Regions from separate parts of the Mus musculus genome. Here region 1 is linked to region 2. A link is a contact called in public HiChIP or PLAC-seq data. All regions are on one chromosome and are shown on one strand. The core of a region is the stretch at or near the end of the contact, and the rest is flanking DNA. Distances in the headings are between cores, read along the strand shown. Region 1 overlaps Thsd7b (thrombospondin, type I, domain containing 7B). Region 2 overlaps Thsd7b (thrombospondin, type I, domain containing 7B).

Region 1 (4,294 bases), core at 619-3,118, 320 kb after region 2:
CAGTTTTTATTCCTCCTCGATGAGTGCATGAATTCAAATTACATGGTAAAATAGAAATAAATTATTGGTAACCATTAGCATGGGATTTGTGTGAATATAATTGATTGTTTCTTCTTGATCATATGGATGCAATGTAATATAATTAAATATAAAATTGTAAATATTAACAGATTATTTGAGTGTGAAATCACATGGATAGCAAAGGTGTTTCAGTTACCTAAACTTTAGAAGAAGATGTGTGAACTTTCCCCCATAGTTCAGTGTAATCCAACACTGTCATTTTGAATTAACCAAGATTCAGTATACAAGCTTTAGTTTAGTATGATACCTGAAGAGGCAAAAGGAAGAAGAAGAAATTAAATGACAACTCAGACATAGAAGTGGCTATTTGGTGATCACAATTCAAACCCTTTTATTCTTCGAATCTATAAACCTTCCTGGATTTTTCAGGGTCTGGAATTGCATGTTGTGAATGTATTTGTGATATTTATTTGAAAATTGCTTTACATAGTTTATTCCAGGTTTTCACTGGGTTGTAAGAGGAGCAGAAGCTGTTGTACCTTGTGCCCTAATGAATTTTTTTAAGAAAAAGAAGAAACAGGGTAATAAAGAAATAATAGCAATATAAAGAAAGATATATTTAGAACTAAATCCATCAGCAGACCCATGAGCATAAGTAAAATTTTCTCAAAATACAAGAGAGGAGTTTAGCATCATTAGAGGTGTTCTTGGGGGGGGGGAGTAAACCTGGATTAAGTTCTCTGGGGAAAGTGAAGAGTAGGGTTTGAACAACATTTGAAAGAAGGCTGTCAGGGCCTGGCAAACACAGAAGTGGATGCTCACAGTCAGCTATTGGATGGAACACGGGGCCCCCAATGGAGGAAGTAGAGAAAATACCCAAAGAGCTAAAGGGCTCTGCAACCCTATAGGTGGAACAACAATATGAACTAACCAGTACCCCCCCCCCCAGCGCTCGTGTCTCTAGCTGCATACATATCAGAAGATGTCCTAGTTGGCCCTCATTGGGCAGAGAGGCCCCGTGGTCTTACAAACTTTATATGCCTCAGTATGGGGTAACGCCAAGGCCAAGAAGTGAGAGTGGGTGGGTAGGTGAGTGGGGGGGGGGGGTCTGGAGGACTTTTGGGATAGCATTTGAAATGTAAATGAAGAAAATAGAAAGAAAGAAAGAAAGAAAGAAAGGAAGGAAGGAAGGAAGGAAGGAAGGAAGGAAGGAAGGAAGGAAGGAAAGGAAGGAAGGAAGGAAGGAAGGAAGGAAGGAAGGAAGGAAGAAAGGAAGGAAGGAAGAAGGCTGTTCCCAAGGAGGAGCTGGAAGCACTTCTGTGGGTAGACCAGTTGTATAAGACGTGGCTAATAGATTTATCTGGCTCCAGCATTATTACATGGCCCAAACTATGGGAGGACATATAGTCCCAGGTGAAGATGATTTTTCAGTAAATCTTTGGATTTGCACTTATACATTTATTTTGAGGGAGTTGGACAAGATTATAGAGATTCATCCCCTTGGGTCAGAGAGCTACCAAATAAAAAGAAGGTTCTACTTTATCCACATTAATTTTATAATGTATTCTTGTGTGTAGCTGTTTATCCTGGGATTTTTTTGAAAATAATTTTCATTTTAATATTCTGTGTCATTATTTCTGTTGAACTAGAGCAACTGAAGTCAATTTTTTGTTTTATTTAAAGATGAAATATACTGGTTGCTAAATGAAATGGAAATAGAAGACAATCCAACCTTGCATCACAAAACCATTCTCTCTTCTAACCACAAGCTGTAACATTTGCAGGTGTGGCCACAGCCTCATTGCTGTAACTACAGTTTCCTCTCTGTAACTGTTCTGTGCCTGCATGTGTACATTTAACGGAATAATTTATCATTCACTGTGTATTCTTGTCTGCCTGCTCTTACCTTTCATAGTCATGTGACCCCCATGCAATGCAGAGAAGAACTCGGCATCTGCTGAGGCCCTCACTGAACTCAAGAACTTGTGGGGAAGACTCGCAGGTGCGGCCCTGCCTCCTCAATGAAAACTGTTTCCAGTTCCAGTACAATCTGACAGGTAGAGTTGAACCCCACTATGACTCTTTCCCCTGAACATTGACTAACCTTGTGTGAATCCTCTCCTGGCACTGGGGAGGGAGAGGACAATGTATGTGTAGGACATGAAACACTGAGGACTTAGCTCCAGTTGACTTCATGAAAACAAACATCCATTCATGGCTTGTAGATACATCAAGGCCATGATCTCTGAAGAAGAGCATGGCTTTAAAAGATACTGCAGTAAAGTTTGCTTAGTCTCATGCCTTTCATTATTTCAGTATATTACTCAAATCTACCATATAGTTTCCCCCCATAGGTATTTTTTTAAATGGGAGTCCTGACCAATCATGGATATTAGAGAGGTAGAGAAGCAGTAAGAATCACATTAGATGAATTATTTAGTCACTATGTTTGTCTGAGCATGCAGAGCAGTGCCCAAACCAAGAAAGTTGCTACTACACTTACCTGCTCCCTATCATCTCCCCACAAGGAGATATGCAAAAATGCCATCAAACACAGGACCACAGTAAGTCTAAGCCTGGAGCCAATATTGAGGAACACACCACAATATGCCTACACAAGCAAAATGCTTTGCCAAAATCTTTCCTGTTTCATGAGCATTAGAACAGCTGAGATCACTCATGGTACAAGTGCCTAGATCTTTCATGGATGAATGGCAGCATGGTAGTCATGCTTTTCCTTTGAATCTTTGCTTTCTATAGCAATTCTTAAGAAATACAACAAAAAATGTGTCATATCAAAAAGCATATAATTTTTTTAAAATTATTTATTTAATTTATGTATTGGAGTACACTGTACCTGTCTTCAGACATACCAGAAGAGGGCATCAGATTCCATTATAGATGGTTATGAGCCACCATGCGGTTGCTGGGAATTGAACTCAGGACCTCTGGAAGAGCAGTCAGTGCTCTTAACCAGTGAGCTATCTCTCCAGCCCCAAATTTTCTTTAACCATATATTAATCTGTTATAGATATAGAAATATTTTTAAAGATGTTTTTATTGACATGGTCAAGGATCGTTCACACCCACACCTATGAGGAAAGTTTTCATTCTTTGTTGTTTTAAGTCAAATTAATTATGGGGGCAGAGTTAATTAGTTTACAGGGCCATGGTCAGTTTAAAATACAATAAGGCAATCCTATAAAACATAGTACATAGATGTCTCCTGACAAGCTCCCTAGAGTGTCTCACAAAGACTTTAATCCCATTTCTGAGCTTTCCACTGTCTTGATCCAGTCACCATTAAAAGATTCCACTCCCTACTTCTATCATCTCAGAAGTTAAGATTTGGGGATACAGGACTGGGGCATAAACATAAAATTGGTATCATGGATTAATTGTCTTCTCTTTCATTTGTGTATAACGAATAGTTTTCTTAAGCTGGTCTTTCTTTATTCTTCTGGTTAGTGTCTCTCCTATCCTACCAAATTGTCAGTATAACTATTTTGGTTTGGTTTGCATCTTGGTTTTTTTGTTTGTTTGTTTGTTTGTTTTCCTCTAGAAAACACACACTAAATTAATGCAGTCTATGTATTTCAGTTTTGTTTACATGTTTATCTCTAACATAGTAATTATATGAGGCATTTCAAAGAGACTCAGAAAGTTGTAAAATTGTCTGTGGACTTCTCCCTTCCACTTATACTGATTATCGGAGCATGAGTGTGGTTGACTCACAAGCCTAGACCTTTGAAACTCAGTGTCTATGGTCCTCTTTTTTTTTCTGTCTTCTTTTTTTAAGGCATTTTTTATTAGATATTTTCTTCATTTACATTTCAAATGCTTTCCCCAAAGCCCTCTAACCCCCCCCCCCCTGCTCTCCAACCCACCCACTCCCGAAGATCACATGACCCTGTCTTCTTTTTTTTATTGGATAGTTTCTTTATTTACATTTTAAATGTTATCTCCTTTTCTGGTTTCCCTCCCAGAAACACCCTATCACACCCTCCCTCCCCCTGCTTCTATGAGGGTGTTCCTCCACCCACCCACTCCCACCTCCCTACCCTCGATTCCCCTACACTGGGACATCTATCGAGCCTTCATAGGACCAAGGACCTCTCCTCCCATTGATGCATTACAAGGGCATCCTCTGCTACATATGCAATTGGAGCCATGTGTACTCCTTTGTTGATGGCTTAGTCCCTGGGAGTTCTGGGGGTGGGGGATCTGGTTTGTTGATATTGTTGTTCCTCCTATGGAGTTGCAAACCCCTTCA
Region 2 (4,108 bases), core at 223-2,722:
TCTCAGCTTGTAGATGTAACTAGCTGTTAAATATTATACACAGTTTTAGGTTTGAAACATTGCTCCCGCATCACGCCCTCTCTCTATTCTGAACAGGAAATTGATTTGGCATAAGTGAATGATAGATAGGAGCTGTAAACCGTCTCTCTATATAGATTTGTTGTATTTTTCGAAAATTGCCCTTAAACTATAAAACACGATGCTGTAGGCAGTCTTTTGCATAGTTCTTTCAATTGGGTAATAAAATATTGAACAATATTCCAGATAGGAGAATTGCCATGTGTCACTGTTATATGCCTGATGGAAATATTTCATCTACTTTGAGTAATGAGTAGTAGGAGATAAAGGTTGATTACAGCTTCACAGGACTGTCTCACAGATAGGATTGTTCTGCTACTATGCATGTACTAAGGGAAATCAAACAGGAATTTCATTATACTTAGCATTTAAAAACCTAATGCTTTTTAAATTGCTTCTTATTCCTGTGTGCCCCTGCTCTTGTTTCTAAACCCCCCAAAAAATAAAAAGAAAAAGTTAATTTATTTTCTTTAAATCCATATTTCTTATAGTGGTATCTTCTTTTCTGTAATTAAGAACTTAACCCTAACAAGTCCTCCTGTGATTTGTAGAAGGCTGTGAAAACTCAAAATCCTATCTCCTTCCCTTCATTGCTTCCTTCCTCTGCCATTCTTTATTCCAGCCACCCTCTCTGTCTTCCTCTTTCCCTCCTTCTCCGTTCTAATGATAATTGTATCTCACCTGTGCTTCACCCACGAGTTGAGTTGCACAGTCGGATGATATGCTTGTGACTGTCTATTGTCTATGCAGGGATCATGCATTAGGGCCTCTTCACATGGAAAAATGACATTTTCAAAAGGTACTACCAAATTTATGTAAACTAGAGGAGATAATTTCCTCACATGCACAATATGCTGCCTGAAAGCCTCTGATGCTGGAGGACTGCTAAGACTCCCGGAGAGGATGGGTAAGATTGCTGAGATAATAAACAGATAGTGGGAAGGGATACAGTGAACTCGCTGAGACAAAGCAGATGTGCTTGGGCTCATCAGTAGGTGAGCACCTGATGTGGGAAGGGGCTGAGTGTGTGTGTGTGTGTGTGTGTGTGTGTGTGTGTGTGTGTGTGTGTGTGTGAATGTTGAAAGAGCTCATGTGGCATCTAAGGAGAACAGAGCATGAGCCAAACTAGCAAGGAGAGATATGAGGGTTCTGTGAAGGAAACACTGAACTCTGGAAAACAATGGGGCTGGGAAGTGTGGCCGTGAAGACTGGGTGCCTGTGGGAGCCCCAGCATTCTTCACTGGAGTTCTCTTCTGCGTGGTACAGAGATAGAAATATTTTCACAGCTGGAACGTGTAACCTCTCATGTGATTTATGGTGTGACATTGAATCTTCTCTCATCCTGACTTTTTTTAAAAAATCACTGTGTGCTGGAACACTGCCTCACAGCTGGCCAGTTAATGTTTATGATGGGCATTAACCCAACTGCCCTCATCTACTCTGTGAACAGCTGCTCTGGCTTTCCCTTCCCTGGCTTGCAGGCAACTGCCACTGACCTCGGCAGCTTTCTGTATTTGCTTCTGGCTCTCTCAGGCAGGCTTGTGTGGCTCTCCCTTCACTGATCTATTCATCCTCTGTAAAGATCTTTAATGAGACCTACTATACTATAGGCACCAGTTAGTTCTAGATGTTGAACTATAGAAATAGAATAAGCATACTTTATCTTCTATAATAAATGTGGTGTGGAAGGAAAGAGCTTACCAACAAATGAATGTCTAGTATCTGATGTCAATCATGATAAATGCTTTCAAGAAAACTAGAATAAAAAATGAAGTAGTAAAAGGACAGTTAAGTTTAATTATGTTAACAGGAAACATTTGCTGAGAAAGGGATCTTTTAGCAGATACTTGAAGGAAGGAAGGAGTGGATGATGCTAATACCTGGGAGATGAGAAACTCCCAGATTGGAAAGAGCCTGCAGCATTCAGTGAATATCAAAGGATGGTAAACTTAAGCAAGAAATGCCACCAGGAGCAACAGTGAGAGAGGAGTCCAGAGAGGTGGAGAAGCAGCAGCCAGTTGTAGAGAGGCTCATGATAACATCAGATGCTTGCTGTGAGTGCAATGGGCCCTGACAACAGACTTTACCCAGGAGACAGATGGGCTTAGCTTCACATGGCCATTGAGCAGAAGAGAGACTATAAGTGGAAGGGCAAGCAAAGTGGCCAATTAGGTCACTATATCCTTCCAAGGGAATGATGGCTATCACACACACACACACACACACACACACACACACACACACCAAACAATAGAGGGATGAAATAGGTCAATTTTGAATGTGTTTGAGAGTAAGGATGATGAGATTTGTGCATGAGTTAAGGGAACAGTTAGCCAGAATGAGTGGAGGGACATCAGCCAAAGTTTTGTATGAGATAACATGAGAACTAGCCAGAAAGATTGCATTTACCTAGGGGGAGGTACAATGCTAAATCTGAGCTAAGAGATTGGGGAATTTAGAAAGAACCCATAGACTCAAAGTTGTGGTCAGTGGTTCAGTAGAAAATCAGTAGCATGAGAGTAGCATGACATCCAAGACATGTCAAGGAGAGTAGAAGAATAGTAACTGTGCTGAGCATTGCTGGCGAAGTGTTATTCAGCATTGACATTTTGAATAGTTGGTACTGATGTTGACAAGAACAGAAAACTGTGAATTGAGTTACAGAAACACAACTTCAGGGGCCTTGGGGGAGAAGTAGGAACAATATAAAAAAAAAAGTCTTCATGGCAAACTCCGATTGCAGGAAAGACAACTGAGGCACCAAGAGAAGCAAGGTACTGTCAGAGGAATGTTTTGTTTCTGACCCTGGGAAAAAAATAGCCATAGGTCCTATAGGGCGTAATCCCACGAGGGAGGAATATGGACTGGATAGGAGGCACCAGTATTCTAAAAGGCATGAAAAAAAAAAAAAAAAAAAAAGGTTTGTCTTAGTCAGGGTTTCTATTCCTGCACAAACATCATGACCAAGAAGCAAGTTGGGGAGGAAAGGGTTTATTTGGCTTACACTTCCATGCTGCTGTTCATCACCAAAGGAAGTCAGGACTGGAACTCAATCAAGCAGGTCAGGGAGCAGGAGCTGATGCAGAGGCCATGGAGGGATGTTCTTTACTGGCTTGCCTCCCCTGGCTTGCTCAGCCTGCTATCTTATAGAACCCAAGACTACCAGCCCAGAGATGGTTCCACCCACAAGGGGCCTTTCCCCCTTGATCACTAATTGAGAAAATGCCTTACAGTTGGATCTCATGGAGGCATTTCCTCAACTGAAGCTCCTTTCTCTGTGATAACTCCAGCTGTGTCAAGTTGACACAAAACTAGCCAGTACAATTGACCCCTTGTAAACTTGACACACAAAAACATCACTAGTAAGCCTCAACCCTTACAATCTTATTCATCCCCAAGATCTAAATAACTTTAAAAGTCCCACAGTCTTTACATATTCTTAAAATTTCAATCTCTTAAAATTCAAAGTCTTTTTACAATTAAAAGTCTCTTTTACTGTGGGCTCCACTAAAACAGTTTCTTCCTTCAAGAGGGAAAATATCAGGGCACAGTCACAATCAAAAGCAAAAGTCAATCTCCAACCGTCCAATGTCTGGGATCCAACTCACGATCTTCTGGGCTCCTCCAAGGGCTTGGGTCACTTCTCCAGCCAGGCCCTTTGTAGCACACACGTCATCCTCTAGGCTCCAGATGCCTGTACTCCACTGCTGCTGCTGCTCTTGGTGGTCATCTCATGGTACTGGCATCTCCAAAACACTGCATGACCCCTTCAGTCCTGGGCCTTCAGTTGCAACCGAGGCTGCACCTTCACCAATGGCCTTCCATGGCCTCTCACAGTGCCGAGCCTCAGCTGCTTTGTGTGACTCCTTCATGCCTTCAAAACCAGTACCACCTGGGTGACCCTTACATATTACCAAGTCCCGCTGCAGCAGGAGTACAACCTTGGGCATCTCTGGAACACAGCCTCTTTGTGCTTTCAGAAAACACTTCCCAGAAGATGTCACCTCAATGATGCTGGTCTCTTCTTAAT

What was found. HiChIP or PLAC-seq counts read pairs in DNA pulled down with a chosen protein or histone mark.
Region 1: a contact with region 2 is called in an H3K4me3 HiChIP or PLAC-seq map of the SCID.adh cell line, with 10 read pairs. The contact joins two enhancer-like sites. A contact is called at or near these places in 1 of 115 datasets of contacts at active chromatin or transcription factors (the SCID.adh cell line) and 2 of 9 other capture datasets (embryonic stem cells and pancreatic islet).

What each region holds. Positions count from the first base shown.
Region 1 is chr1:130,157,638-130,161,931 of GRCm38.p6, forward strand. Thsd7b (thrombospondin, type I, domain containing 7B) reads left to right here. Exons shown (of 28, transcript NM_172485.3): 18 at 1,937-2,078. Among named protein-coding and RNA genes, the nearest start is that of Gm41951, 140 kb to the right of the region's middle. Within about 2 kb of position 1,869, at least 3 of the 459 cell types and tissues checked have an H3K27ac peak or open chromatin away from gene starts, as enhancers often do. A contact at or near this core is called in the SCID.adh cell line, where this site is marked.
Region 2 is chr1:129,836,474-129,840,581 of GRCm38.p6, forward strand. All of the region lies in intron 12 of Thsd7b (thrombospondin, type I, domain containing 7B), which reads left to right. Among named protein-coding and RNA genes, the nearest start is that of Gm36347, 220 kb to the left of the region's middle. Within about 2 kb of position 1,473, at least 15 of the 459 cell types and tissues checked have an H3K27ac peak or open chromatin away from gene starts, as enhancers often do. A contact at or near this core is called in the SCID.adh cell line, where this site is marked.